2 separate regions of the Hordeum vulgare genome follow, and region 2 is linked to region 1. A link is a contact called in public Hi-C data. All regions are on one chromosome and are shown on one strand. The core of a region is the stretch at or near the end of the contact, and the rest is flanking DNA. Distances in the headings are between cores, read along the strand shown. Region 1 holds the start of LOC123441894 (endo-1,3;1,4-beta-D-glucanase-like). Region 2 holds the start of LOC123441905 (PTI1-like tyrosine-protein kinase 2).

What was found. A called contact is a pair of places that touch in the nucleus more often than the background predicts.
Region 2: a Hi-C map of seedling shows a contact between it and region 1, with 6 times the contacts expected there. The contact joins the promoter of LOC123441905 here to the promoter of LOC123441894 in region 1. A contact is called at or near these places in 3 of 6 Hi-C or Micro-C datasets (leaf and seedling) and 1 of 1 datasets of contacts at active chromatin or transcription factors (embryo).

The regions. Positions count from the first base shown.
Region 1 is chr1H:419,610,388-419,616,399 of MorexV3_pseudomolecules_assembly, forward strand. It overlaps LOC123441894 (endo-1,3;1,4-beta-D-glucanase-like), which reads right to left and starts at 2,986. Exons shown (of 7, transcript XM_045118076.1): 1 at 2,665-2,986; 2 at 2,542-2,563; 3 at 1,934-2,060; 4 at 1,005-1,095; 5 at 828-917; 6 at 630-730; 7 at 1-85. The coding sequence starts at 2,815.
Region 2 is chr1H:419,829,304-419,835,315 of MorexV3_pseudomolecules_assembly, forward strand. It overlaps LOC123441905 (PTI1-like tyrosine-protein kinase 2), which reads right to left and starts at 3,192. Exons shown (of 6, transcript XM_045118083.1): 1 at 2,479-3,192; 2 at 2,135-2,382. The coding sequence starts at 2,839.

The DNA of each region.
Region 1 (6,012 bases), core at 1,736-4,235:
TCTTTACAGCAGCCGCATCTTCGCCATTATATCTCACGGTCCATCCATGAGAAACCCCAGGGAAGATCTTGACAAAGTGAGCAATCTGTACAACCATAAGATATCTTATCAGGAATTCAGGATGGAAGATTTTGACTCCAGTTCTCAAACAATAATGTGACTCCAATTTATGCACATTGAACTCTATTTTCTCATTTACTTTTTCACAAAATTTCACGTCTTTTTCATAATAACCTGTATGATACCTGAATACTAGTGAATATAGAATAGAATTGCCTTCTTACTTTCAAGAAACAAGACGCTCAGATGGTTAATTACACTAGCTTCTAAATATAAAATGCTTAGTCCAGGGAATTATCAAGTAAAAGCCATAAAGGCTGGATGGCTTTTTATTTTTTTATAAATGTCAGATAACTACCCTAACATCAAAAGGAAAATTAGTAAATAATTTGGGAAGGAAGTAACTCGTAATGCTGGAACAACCAGACAGTATTCTGATGAGATACAGTTTCACACCGGGACAGTTTCAAATTTAGCAGCTTAGTTTAGCCTTAGTTATATCAGATATTCTATACCTTGTGAACACCATGGTTGACTTGAAGATCAGGTTGCTAGAAATTAGAACTTACCCCTGAGTTAGATGATAGAACCTGCTCGAACTCCTTGACCAATTCTGGTGGGGACATCACATCAGTTTCAGCTCCAAGTACAGCGATGGGGCATTTCACCTCTGAGATATAGCACATGTCATATATTAATAATCTGAAACCTTTAAAATGAAACAATGTTCGAGTATCTATCTGAAACTCTCAAGGAAGAGATTTTACCTTTTATATCATCGACAGTAACAAAAGAAGGATGCGACATAACGGCTGTCTGGATCTCATTAGCTTTCGCTAACTCTGCGACTACCTTTGCTGATATGTGGGAAGAAGAAGCACAATGTTTAGCAGGTTAAACCTTGGAGTTTGGGTTCAGATGTAACAAGACAAAACAGTGCTTACCACCCCAACAATAACCTGCAGCCCCAACACTAGACGCTCCTTGTTCCTTTAGAGCAGCGATAACAGGCTTTGCCTCTTCAAATGCTTTTCCCTGTATAGAGGAACAATTTATTCGTTTATATTAGATGTCAAATTGAATTCAGGGAGAAGTAACTCAAATCCCTATCAGCTAAGTAGAGCGCCTTCCACCGATGATTCGAGTCTGCTCCCGGGCTCATCTGCTCCCGTTGACGGAAAAAATCAAAACAAATACTAGAAAAAAAAAAATGCCAAAAAAAATTGTGTGGTAGACAATTAGATGCGTGAGGTCCACTGCAAATTTCATCTTATTTGGACATCTGAGCAGCTCTCAGCAAAGAAGACAAATCAGGTCAGAGAAGTTCATGAACAGTTAACCTTTGTTACAGATACCGATTTGTCTCTTTTGCTGAGAGCTCCTCAGATGTCCAAATAGGTTTATATTTGCAGTGGACATCACGCATCTAATTGTCTACCACACAAAAAAAATTGGATTTTTTTTAATTTTTCTAATATTTCTTTTGATTTTTTTTCGTCAGCGGGGTGTAGATGAGCCCGGGAGCAGAAACGCTTCTCCTGCCTTCCACTCTATTCTTCTGACCCAAGAGAGTTTATCCACATTGGTGGAAGATAAGGATAATAGCCTAAATATATTCTCACAAAGTCATATCATGCTGCCATATACAGTACATGTTGTTAGGTTTGGACCTATTGGTTTTATCATCACATCCCACCCTCGGTTACTTTAGTTAACACTGTCCGAATCAAAGTACCAAGACCAGCAATGCCATGCGATGGAAACTGGAAAGCTTCCGAAACGTAAACCTTAAACATAAACTAAAGCGACGTAGCCTGAACTTTTACAGGATCAATAAAAGAACAAGGTTTCAGGGAATCAAGGGATAACAAACCGCGGTATGCTCCTTGATCCACACTGCTATTGGTCTGTCAGCGTCTTCAGGTACATATGGATCCCCATGCAAGAAATCTGGCACCACAACGAAATATCCAGACGCAGCAACTTTATCGGCTATCTTCCTTCATGAGCAAAGAAACTATATCAAAACTTCCTCATAGGTGACACTCGCTGCTTGCGATAAAACTAAAGTATAGGGCATATGCCATCATCTCATAAATAAAAGTCCACTGAACTAATTCAAAATCTAACAGCCGAGCTAAAATCCCAACCATAAATTGTGTGAACAACATTGGAGCTTCTATGTGGTGAGTGTGATTATAATTTTATAATTTCCTTTGTCTTTCTCATGTGGACGACTTCCGCGTATCACAGACCTACTAGTATTAGAAGATGGCAAGACGAAATTGCCCAAGTTCTGAACAATATGCAAGACCTACAAAAACGGCAGGCGAAAAGCAATTCCTTCACAGGGATAACGCCGCCGCCCCGGGAACAGAACAGCGCTCTGCCGACTCCACAGACCTATCGTTGCTAAACCAAAATATATCGGTGCAAAAACAGAACTCGTGTGGTATCAGAGAGCACACAAACGTATGCTACCTCAGATTCGGCGCTCCAAACCCTGCAAGCAGAAGACAGGTCGCGCCGTTATGGTCACTGTCACCGGCAACCGAACTTGAATACGAATAGAGAAGGGTTCTGATAGAAATATAGGAGTATTACCGAAGACGTCGGAGATGAGAACTACGGCGGCCTTGGACTCTTGGGCGCCGGCGACGTACGCCTTGATCCCGCCGAAGCTGTCGACGACCTTGCCCTCGCCGGCGGCGGGGTTGAGCGTCGGTGGGTTCGCGCAGCACTGCGGGCTAGCCATGTCCGTCGCGCGCGCTGGTGGGGAGGGGCGAGAGTGATTGCCTGGCGATGAGATTGGGATTGGGAAGCGGACCGAGCGACAGCGCCGCAGCGACACGAAATAAATGGGGGGAGAAGGACAGCGGACGCGTGACTGGCGGCTCGTTTCGAATCTGTTCGCGTATGGTAGAAGCTCCCAGACTTTTGGGCCTTCCTTCGCTTTACCTTTACTGGCGAGAGGCCGCGAACTGGGGTGACCTCAGTCCTGACCCAATTTGATTTGATGCTCTGCAACCTTTTCGTAGTGGCAGTGGCGCGGGCCACAGATTTTACTTGTTTTTATTTTGGCATTTTGCCACAGAGTATAATAGAAGAGTGGCTCATTTTCTTGCGCAAAGTGCTTCCTTGAAAAAGCGCAGAGTAGAAATACATCTTCTCACCTGGCTCACGAGAAAATTGATAATATGACACACGTTTTTTGGAACTTTGATGCTATGACACACCTTTTTTTCTGTTTGATTAGATGACACATCTTTCATTGATAACTAGATTAAATGACATAAATGAAGTTTTCCTCTCATTTTCTAGGTTTGGGCCTTCACGTTGTATTTTATAGGACGTTTTTGTCCCTGGTCGTTATTTGACCTGCTTGGTACGATTGTTGATTCCTGAAACGAGAAGCACAGCAAGGCGCTGCCGCCGCTCGCGCCGAGAACGCGCTGCCGCCGCTCGCGCCGCCGATCGTGCACAGAACGCGCTACCGCCGCTCACGCTGCCGATTGTGCACAGAACGCGCTGTCGCCGAGAACGCCCTGCCGCCGATCGTGCACAGAACGCGCTGCCGCCGCTCGCGCCGCCGCTCGTGCACAGAACGCGCTGCCGCCGCTCGCGCCGCCGCTCGTGCACAGCAGCACTCTAGCCGTTTCCTCCCGTTGCCTTCTCATCCATTGATTCACAGGTTCCATCGCATGTCTCTCCCTCCCTTCTCCTCCTCCTCCTCTCTCTCTCTCTCTTTCTCTAACTGTTTCACTTGTGTAGTCAGGAAGTTGAGACGTACAGAAATCCTAGATCATGGAGATTATGGTGGAGGAGACATAGTGGACAGGCTTCACGACGAGTAGAACGCACTGATCGTGCTGATGGAGCCAGATGGCGCAGCTTCAAACAGGTTAGTAGCTTCTGAATTTAAGCATTCTCTGAATTTTTTTTACGAGAAGTTTCTGAACAATTCGGCCTAATCATTGATTATGTTTGAAAATTATGTAATTTTGCAGGGAAGACGGTTCAGGGTTGCGCGTTGCCATTTATAAACTAATTGTTAGAGTTCTTCGATTTGTCGCAAAGCTTGATGATGGCAGTGAGCGCCAAGTTGTCGAACATGATCTGGAGTTTGAGGTTAACATGAAACATTTTACGACTGAAAAATTGATAGAACTCGTTAGGTCAAAAATTGTATGGGGTATTGGTCAAGAGGTCCATATTTTGTGTCAAGATAAGCACTTTGAATCAGTTGAGAGGATTGATAGCTATTGGAAATTGTTGACAGCATTTTTGGACAGATGGGAAGAGAAAGAACTGCTTGTGCTTGCTCAAGTTGTGGACATTGCAAAGGGGGTTACAACAGGCTCTTGCTCTAAAAATATCACATCTAGTGATATAATGGACAATATCATTTGCTCAAGTTCTGAGATTTACCAGTCAAATACTAGTAGTGCATCATGTATCGGCGATTCTGCAACTTGTAATTTGCTTCCTAGTAATCAGAGATATGTACAATCTGATGGTGAAGTTGTCATTGATTGGTCCACTTTTGACATAACTCCTGTTGGTGATGATGTAATAGCTCCTATGTCTGAGGAAAACATGTGTGCCGTACTTGGAATTGAGGATGAGGTCGAGGATGCTCAAGAACAAAATGAGCCAGCTCCGGTTGTTGCCTGCCATGTTAGTGAGGAATTAATGGCTGAGGGAGCCATACCAGTAGATGACCAAGTTCCTGAAGACATAGAAATGTTATATGACAAAGATCATCCAAAAGCTGAGAAAGGTTCGATCTTTCCAACAATGATAGAGTGTAGGAGGGCTGTGAGACAATGGGCAATTAATGAAGAATTCAACCTTGGGACTGTTGGAATTATGCCCTAGAGGCAATAATAAATGTATAGTTATTATTATAATTCCTGTATCAAGATAATAGTTTATTATCCATGCTATAATTGTATTGAATGAAGACTCATTTACATGTGTGGATACATAGACAAAACACCGTCCCTAGCATGCCTCTAGTTGGCTAGCCAGTTGATCGATGATAGTCAGTGTCTTCTGATTATGAACAAGGTGTTGTTGCTTGATAACTGGATCACGTCATTGGGAGAATCACGTGATGGACTAGACCCAAACTAATAGACGTAGCATGTTGATCGTGTCATTTTGTTGCTACTGTTTTCTGCGTGTCAAGTATTTATTCCTATGACCATGAGATCATATAACTCACTGACACCGGAGGAATGCTTTGTGTGTATCAAACGTCGCAACGTAACTGGGTGACTATAAAGATACTCTACAGGTATCTCCGAAGGTGTTAGTTGAGTTAGTATGGATCAAGACTGGGATTTGTCACTCCGTGTGACGGAGAGGTATCTCGGGGCCCACTCGGTAATACAACATCACACACAAGCCTTGCAAGCAATGTAACTTAGTGTAAGTTGCGGGATCTTGTATTACGGAACGAGTAAAGAGACTTGCCGGTAAACGAGATTGAAATAGGTATGCGGATACTGACGATCGAATCTCGGGCAAGTAACATACCGAAGGACAAAGGGAATGACATACGGGATTATACGAATCCTTGGCACTGAGGTTCAAACGATAAGATCTTCGTAGAATATGTAGGATCCAATATGGGCATCCAGGTCCCGCTGTTGGATATTGACCGAGGAGTCTCTCGGGTCATGTCTACATAGTTCTCGAACCCGCAGGGTCTGCACACTTAAGGTTCGACGTTGTTTTATGCGTATTTGAGTTATATGGTTGGTTACCGAATGTTGTTCGGAGTCCCGGATGAGACCACGGACGTCACGAGGGTTTCCGGAATGGTCCGGAAACGAAGATTGATATATAGGATGACCTCATTTGATTACCGGAAGGTTTTCGGAGTTACCGGGAATGTACCGGGAATGACGAATGTGTTCCGGGAGTTCACCGGAGGGGGGCAACCCA
Region 2 (6,012 bases), core at 1,942-4,441, 220 kb after region 1:
GCATCTCTAGTAGAACCCTCAAACCCTTAAATCTAAAATCAGTTTTAAGGGTTGAGAATTGCCCACTTTTGACACTTTTAAGGGTTGAAAAACAGGGGCAAAGACTAGAACCCTCAAACCCAACCCTTATAACGGAATATTCCGTTATAAGGGTTGGGTTTGAGGGTTCTAGTCTTTGCCCCAACCCTTAAAACTGTCATTTGGCACTGCATAATTTTCACTAGACAAACATAATAAACCTTCAAACAAACACGGAAATAAAGATATGCATGGTTTAATAGTTTTTACATCACACAATCATCATCTTCCCCCCTCTCATCGACACCATCACCAAAAAGTTGCACTTTGCGCCATTTCCTAGACCATGCATGACCCTCCACCAGGCTCCTGAGCAAGTCATATGAACTGAATTTTGTTCACAGAAAAGAGTACTCGAGGAGTACATGGAGTTGATACACTGAATTTTGTTTGCAGTAGATGCACTGTGATGATCTCTGCATCACCATAAAAGTGCAGATACAAAGCCAGATGATTTGCTTATTATAGTGAACTACTGAACATTTGTTAAATCATTTGTACAACTAAATGATTTTTTTCAGTGCTGTGTATTTAAATGAATCTTTTGCTGTTACTTTCTGGAGTATTTAAATGAAAGGGGAGTATAAATACTGTTTAGTTAAAATGGAACTTTGCTGTTTTGGATTTTCCAGTAGCTTAAAATTCTTGTTATGTGCTTTGCTGAATTTAAATGGAGTAAATCAGTGTAAACTGAAGATTTTTCAGTGGCAGGGGCGGGAGCGGCGGCCCGGGCTGGCGCGGACGGAGGCGGTGGCAGGCCTGCCCGCCGCCGCTTGGCCCCAACGGTGGCGGGGGCGGCCGGGGCTGGCGCTGCGGCGGGCGCAGGGGCGGGCGAGGGCCGCCGCTTGGCCGGGGCGGGCGCGGCCGGGGCCGGGGCGGGCGCATCGGCGGCCGGGGCGGGGACGGGGCCGGCAGGGGCGGGCGCGGCCGGGGCCGGGGCGGGCGCGGCGGCGGCGGGGGGCTCAATAGCGGCGGCGGGGGCGAGGCGGGCGCGAGGAAGGCGACGGTTGGGAGACGGGATCGATCCCGCGCTGGAGCTGAAGTGGAGTGCGCAAAACTAGTTTGAGGGTTGGACCTCTAAAAATATTTACAGGTTTAAGGGTTTAAGGGTTCTAGTCTACGCCGTTTTTCGGACGAAAACTGTAAAAAACGGTTATTTTTAAGGGTTTGGAGGTTTGAGGGCTGTACTAGATTTGCTCTTAGGTGTGGCAATCTTAGGCTCCCTGAATATGCCAGTCTAGTCCAAAATATGGGTTTGACCGATGAGACAATGCTACAAGAGACTGTCCCAGACTGATTGTTTTTCCATAAGTTAAAGTTGATTAGCCTGTGATGTGAGCCTAGGCCAGGTTCACTATACTAGCCTGAAATGATTCAGCGAGCCAGCCAGGGCGATAAGACCACGATTTGGTAGCAGAGCAGGGTCACGTACGTAGCAGTACACCTCCCCTGCCCGAATGGCAAGGGCAGCAGGGCACGGCCCGGCCCTCCAGGGAGCAAGCGACCCTTTTTCCCGTGCCGCGGCAAGTTGCGCATGATCCGCCAAACGAACGTAGGAGGTAGGCACGGGCACCGCTATTCTGCCACGGTTTGGCCTTGCTGACCCCGCAAGACGCACCCGCTATTCTGCCGATGCTGGTGGTGATGCGTCTCTCTCACTCCCAACCCAACTAAAGACAACACCAACACTCTGTCGCCATGGCCACGGAATGACCCAACCAGGCGTACTTGGATGCCTTCCAAGGTTACGTACGCGTGCCACAACCTCCCCCGATCCACCCGTGCACGCACGATCCATCCCAGTCCCAGCCGCTCATCGACAACGAACAGCAGCAACAACCACGTACTCCAATCCAACGAACCACCCCCTCCCTGCTCCTGCTGCTGCTCCTGCTGCTGGTGATGGATCAGTCGCGTTGCGTGTAGAAACTAAACTTAAGGTTGGTACGCGAAACAAAGGCGGCGTGCGCACATGGACATGGACATGGACATGGACATGGGCATGAGACGTGAGCCGATAGATGTGGGATACGCATGTGCGGGTTGAAGAGATTACCTGGACGCGGAACTCGCGCTCGCCCTGGCGGCGGGGGTCGAGCTGCAGGCGCTTGACGGCGGCCGGTGTGCCGTCGCCGAGGCGGCCGCGGAAGACGACGCCGTACGCGCCCCGACCCAGCACGTTGCCCTCGCCGAACCCGTCCGTGGCGCGCTCCAGCTCCCTGTACGTGAACACCTGCGCCCCCCTGCTCCGCGGCTGCACCACCGCCAGCCCCAGCGGCCCCAGCCGCCCGCCGTATATGCACCCTGCGCCGTGCCACACCACCCAAACCAGTTATCAGCACCACAGTGGAGTAGTGCTGCATTGGTCAAGCGAGCGAGCGAGCGAGCGCGCACGCTTACCTGTGGCGGCGTAGCACCTGCCATTTTGGTAGCCGCGGACGCTGCTGCCGCAGCTGGACGCCGGCGCGCCCGGCTTGTCGCCGTCCACGCTGTCCCCGGCGGCCACCAGCCTGAGCTTCGCCCGGCGGGTCAGCACCAGGATGACCGCCACGGCCACGAGCAGCACGAGCCCTATGGCCAGCGCCGAGAGCGGCAGTATGGCGAAGAGAGGGTTGGAGCGGCCGTCGTCACCGCCGCGCCGCAGAGGCGCCGGCCAGGGCGACAGGGGCCAAGGCGCGAGGAGCGCGTCGGCGGCGACGTCGGCGGCGGCGAGCGGAGACGGGGCCGGCGGCGAGGGGCTGAACGCTGACACGCCTGCCATCCCGGCCCGAGGATGGCTGGCCGGGTGAGCACCGAGTAGCAGAGCACTCGGCAGCTGCAGCAAGTGGTGGAGCGGTGTACAGGGAGATAAAGGGTGTGTAGCGTACCCGCGGAGGGAGATATTATAGGAGACGAGGGGCGCGCGAGAAGAGCGTAGGGTGGGGTGTCCTCTGAATCTACTACTACCTGAACTGAATGTTGCCCAGCAGTACTTTTGCTTTGCATTCCCTGCGCAGCCTGCAACAGCCCGGTAGCTCGCCGGGCCAAACGCCGGTGCGGCCGATGTGGACGGGGGGCGGTAGATGCGTGCGGGCGGGCAAGGCGCCGAAAAGGAAGAGGACCGGGCACGGCGCACATCACATGCGGCCACCGTTAAATTCCCGGCTCGTGAGCGTCGTTTGGTTGCGTCTCGCGTTGCGCGCGCGCGCGCACGCACGGGAAGCAGCCCTGCGGGCGAAGGTGGCAAAGGGCGCTGGCTGGTCCCGGCGGCCGCGCTTATTAACTCTGCCGTAATACGGACGTCTGACGTCTAGAAGTTGCCTCTTCTGATGGTCAGGTCAGGGGGCCGTATCGTATTCGTAGCAGTACCGCCAGGGTATGTGCATCGCACACGTGAGCTGGCCTGGTCTCGTCGCATCATCGTAGGTTTAACGTCTCTCGCGAGGTAGATTGGGTTTTACCGCCCCGAGGTTCGGTTCGGGAAGCAGACAAGGTTGATGACAGAGATGAGCCGCGCATATCCGTAGCGATTTCGCTGCGTAGATCCATCCACCGAACCCTCCGTCTCGGACGTGGTGTACGCTTTCCATGCATGCGCCAACAAATGCCGCGCCTGCTTCCAACAAATAACTCACGCGACTGCCTTCGTCACGTACTAATGAGCAATGCTACGTCTATGTAAACGTTTACATACGTTTATGTGATAGCCTGACTTGGCAATAATTAATTAAATTAAGAGAAGGATGAGGCTCATCCATCCCTAAAAATCAGGAAAGGCATGTTTAGATTAGTTAAAAGGTTTAGTAAACTTTGTAGGCTTTAGTAGGTCTAACATTTTCACGTACTAATGTTCTTTTTTTGGACTACTGTTACTGGCATTATTATTATATCACTTTACCCATCCCGTGCCAGTACATGTCCTTCTAACGTAGTGTTAGGAACCAATGAAAGCGCGAGAGACGGAATTGGCACTTCCGCTTCTTTCCCGAACTCTAGCTGCGCATAACCAGTTCGGGAAAGATCAACGATATAACATTGTGCGCTTCTTTCCCGTGATTCCTAAACCCTGTTTCTTCCCCGCAAGCATAAAAAAATTGAAAGAAAATATTTATACGAATCTTCGTGTAATATCAATGATATAAAATTTAGACGTGCAAAGTAACGTATCTTTTCATCATTAGTAAACAAAGCAGCAATATAATTCAGTTTCATGAGGTGTTCGATAATTTTTTTATTTTCATAACCATGAAAAGGATCCGACTCTACTATACGAGTCAATTCAGGTTCCATAAAGAATTCATAGTCCTTATCAGTGACAAATATAGGAGAAGTGGTAAATTTACGATCATGTTTCATTTTTTTATTATAGATTTTTCTTTTAGTTTGCATAGTAGTTTCTTCAAATCATTCCTATCTTCACAAGAAATAAAGTCCCTAGCTACTTCCCATCCATAACATAATTTTCAGGTACATAGGGCAATTCATATCTATTAGAAGAGCGATGTGTAGCAGGTGATTCAAAATCTTCAAGCATTTTCAAGTTCTCTAGCTTTAGCAAGATGAGCATCAAGTAGTTCAAACAGTGGCACCATTTCATTTTCATCAAATATAGCAGTAGTGTCGTCATTAATTTCAGAAGTAGCATAATCAAGTTCATGTGACATTTCAGGACGACAAGTGGTGGTGTAACAAGCTGATTTAAAATAATAGGTGAATTAAAACCACAGCTAGATGGCAGTTCCTTACCTCCTCTCGCGCGAGAGGGTATGATCTTAGTTCGAGTATATTTTAGATTCTTCATAGTAGCAATTGGATATCCTCATGTTAATACAATAAATATAGCTATGCTCCGTGATAATGACATCAGAAAAAGGTCTTCATAACCCATAAGTATAGGGGATCGCGACAGTCTTCATGGGTAGTATTTCACCCTAGTTTATTGATTCAACACAAGGGGAGCCAAATAATATGTATAGGCCTTGACAGTTGAGTTGTCAATCCAATCGCATGTGGGATATATCTTTGTAGCAAAAGGTTTAGTAGCACGGCAAAAGATAGTAGTAGCGGTAACACTGATAGCAACTATTTTGGTAACGATGGTAACAGTAGCAATTGAGTAGCAGGTGTGACAGTAGCAGAAGCAGCAGTAGTAACTAAGCAAGATTCGGTATTTGTAAAGCGTAGGCACATAGATCAGCGATGAAAATATATGGATGACATCAATCATGTGACAATTACACACTAGAGCGACACAGAACTAGCTCCAATTCATCAATGTAATGTAGGCATGTATTCCGTATATGGTCATACGTGCTTGCGATAAGAACTTGCATGGCATCTTTTGTCCTACCGTCCCGTGGTAGTGGGGTCCTATTGGAAACTTAGGGATATTAAGGCCTCATTTTAATAGAGAACCGAAACAAAGCATTAACACATAGTGAATACATGAACTCCTCAAACTACGGCAATCACCGAAACGAATCCCAATTACTGTCACGTTGGGGCATGCGGATCAAGACACATAAATAGGTGCATACAACTTACAAGATAGGATCAAAATACTTCTCATATTCGGAGAGAACATAATAAGTTTAGATCTGAAATCATGACACTCGAGCCCTAGTGACAAGCATTATGCATAACAAAGTCATAGCAACATCAATCTCAGAACATAGTGGATACTAGGGATCAAGCCTAATCAAACTTAACTCGATTACATGATCAATCTCATCCAAATCTCATCACCATCTAGCGAGCCTACTAGCTAATTACTCACACCCGGTGGTGAGCATCATGAAATTGTTGATGGAGAAGGGTTGGTGATGATGCCGGCGATGAATCCCCCTCTACGGAGCCCTCCCGGGGAAGAACACGAGGTGGCGGCGGCTCCGTCTCGTAAAACGCGATAAAATCTTCTCTCTGGTTTTTTCTCTGAGAATAGGAATTTATAAGACT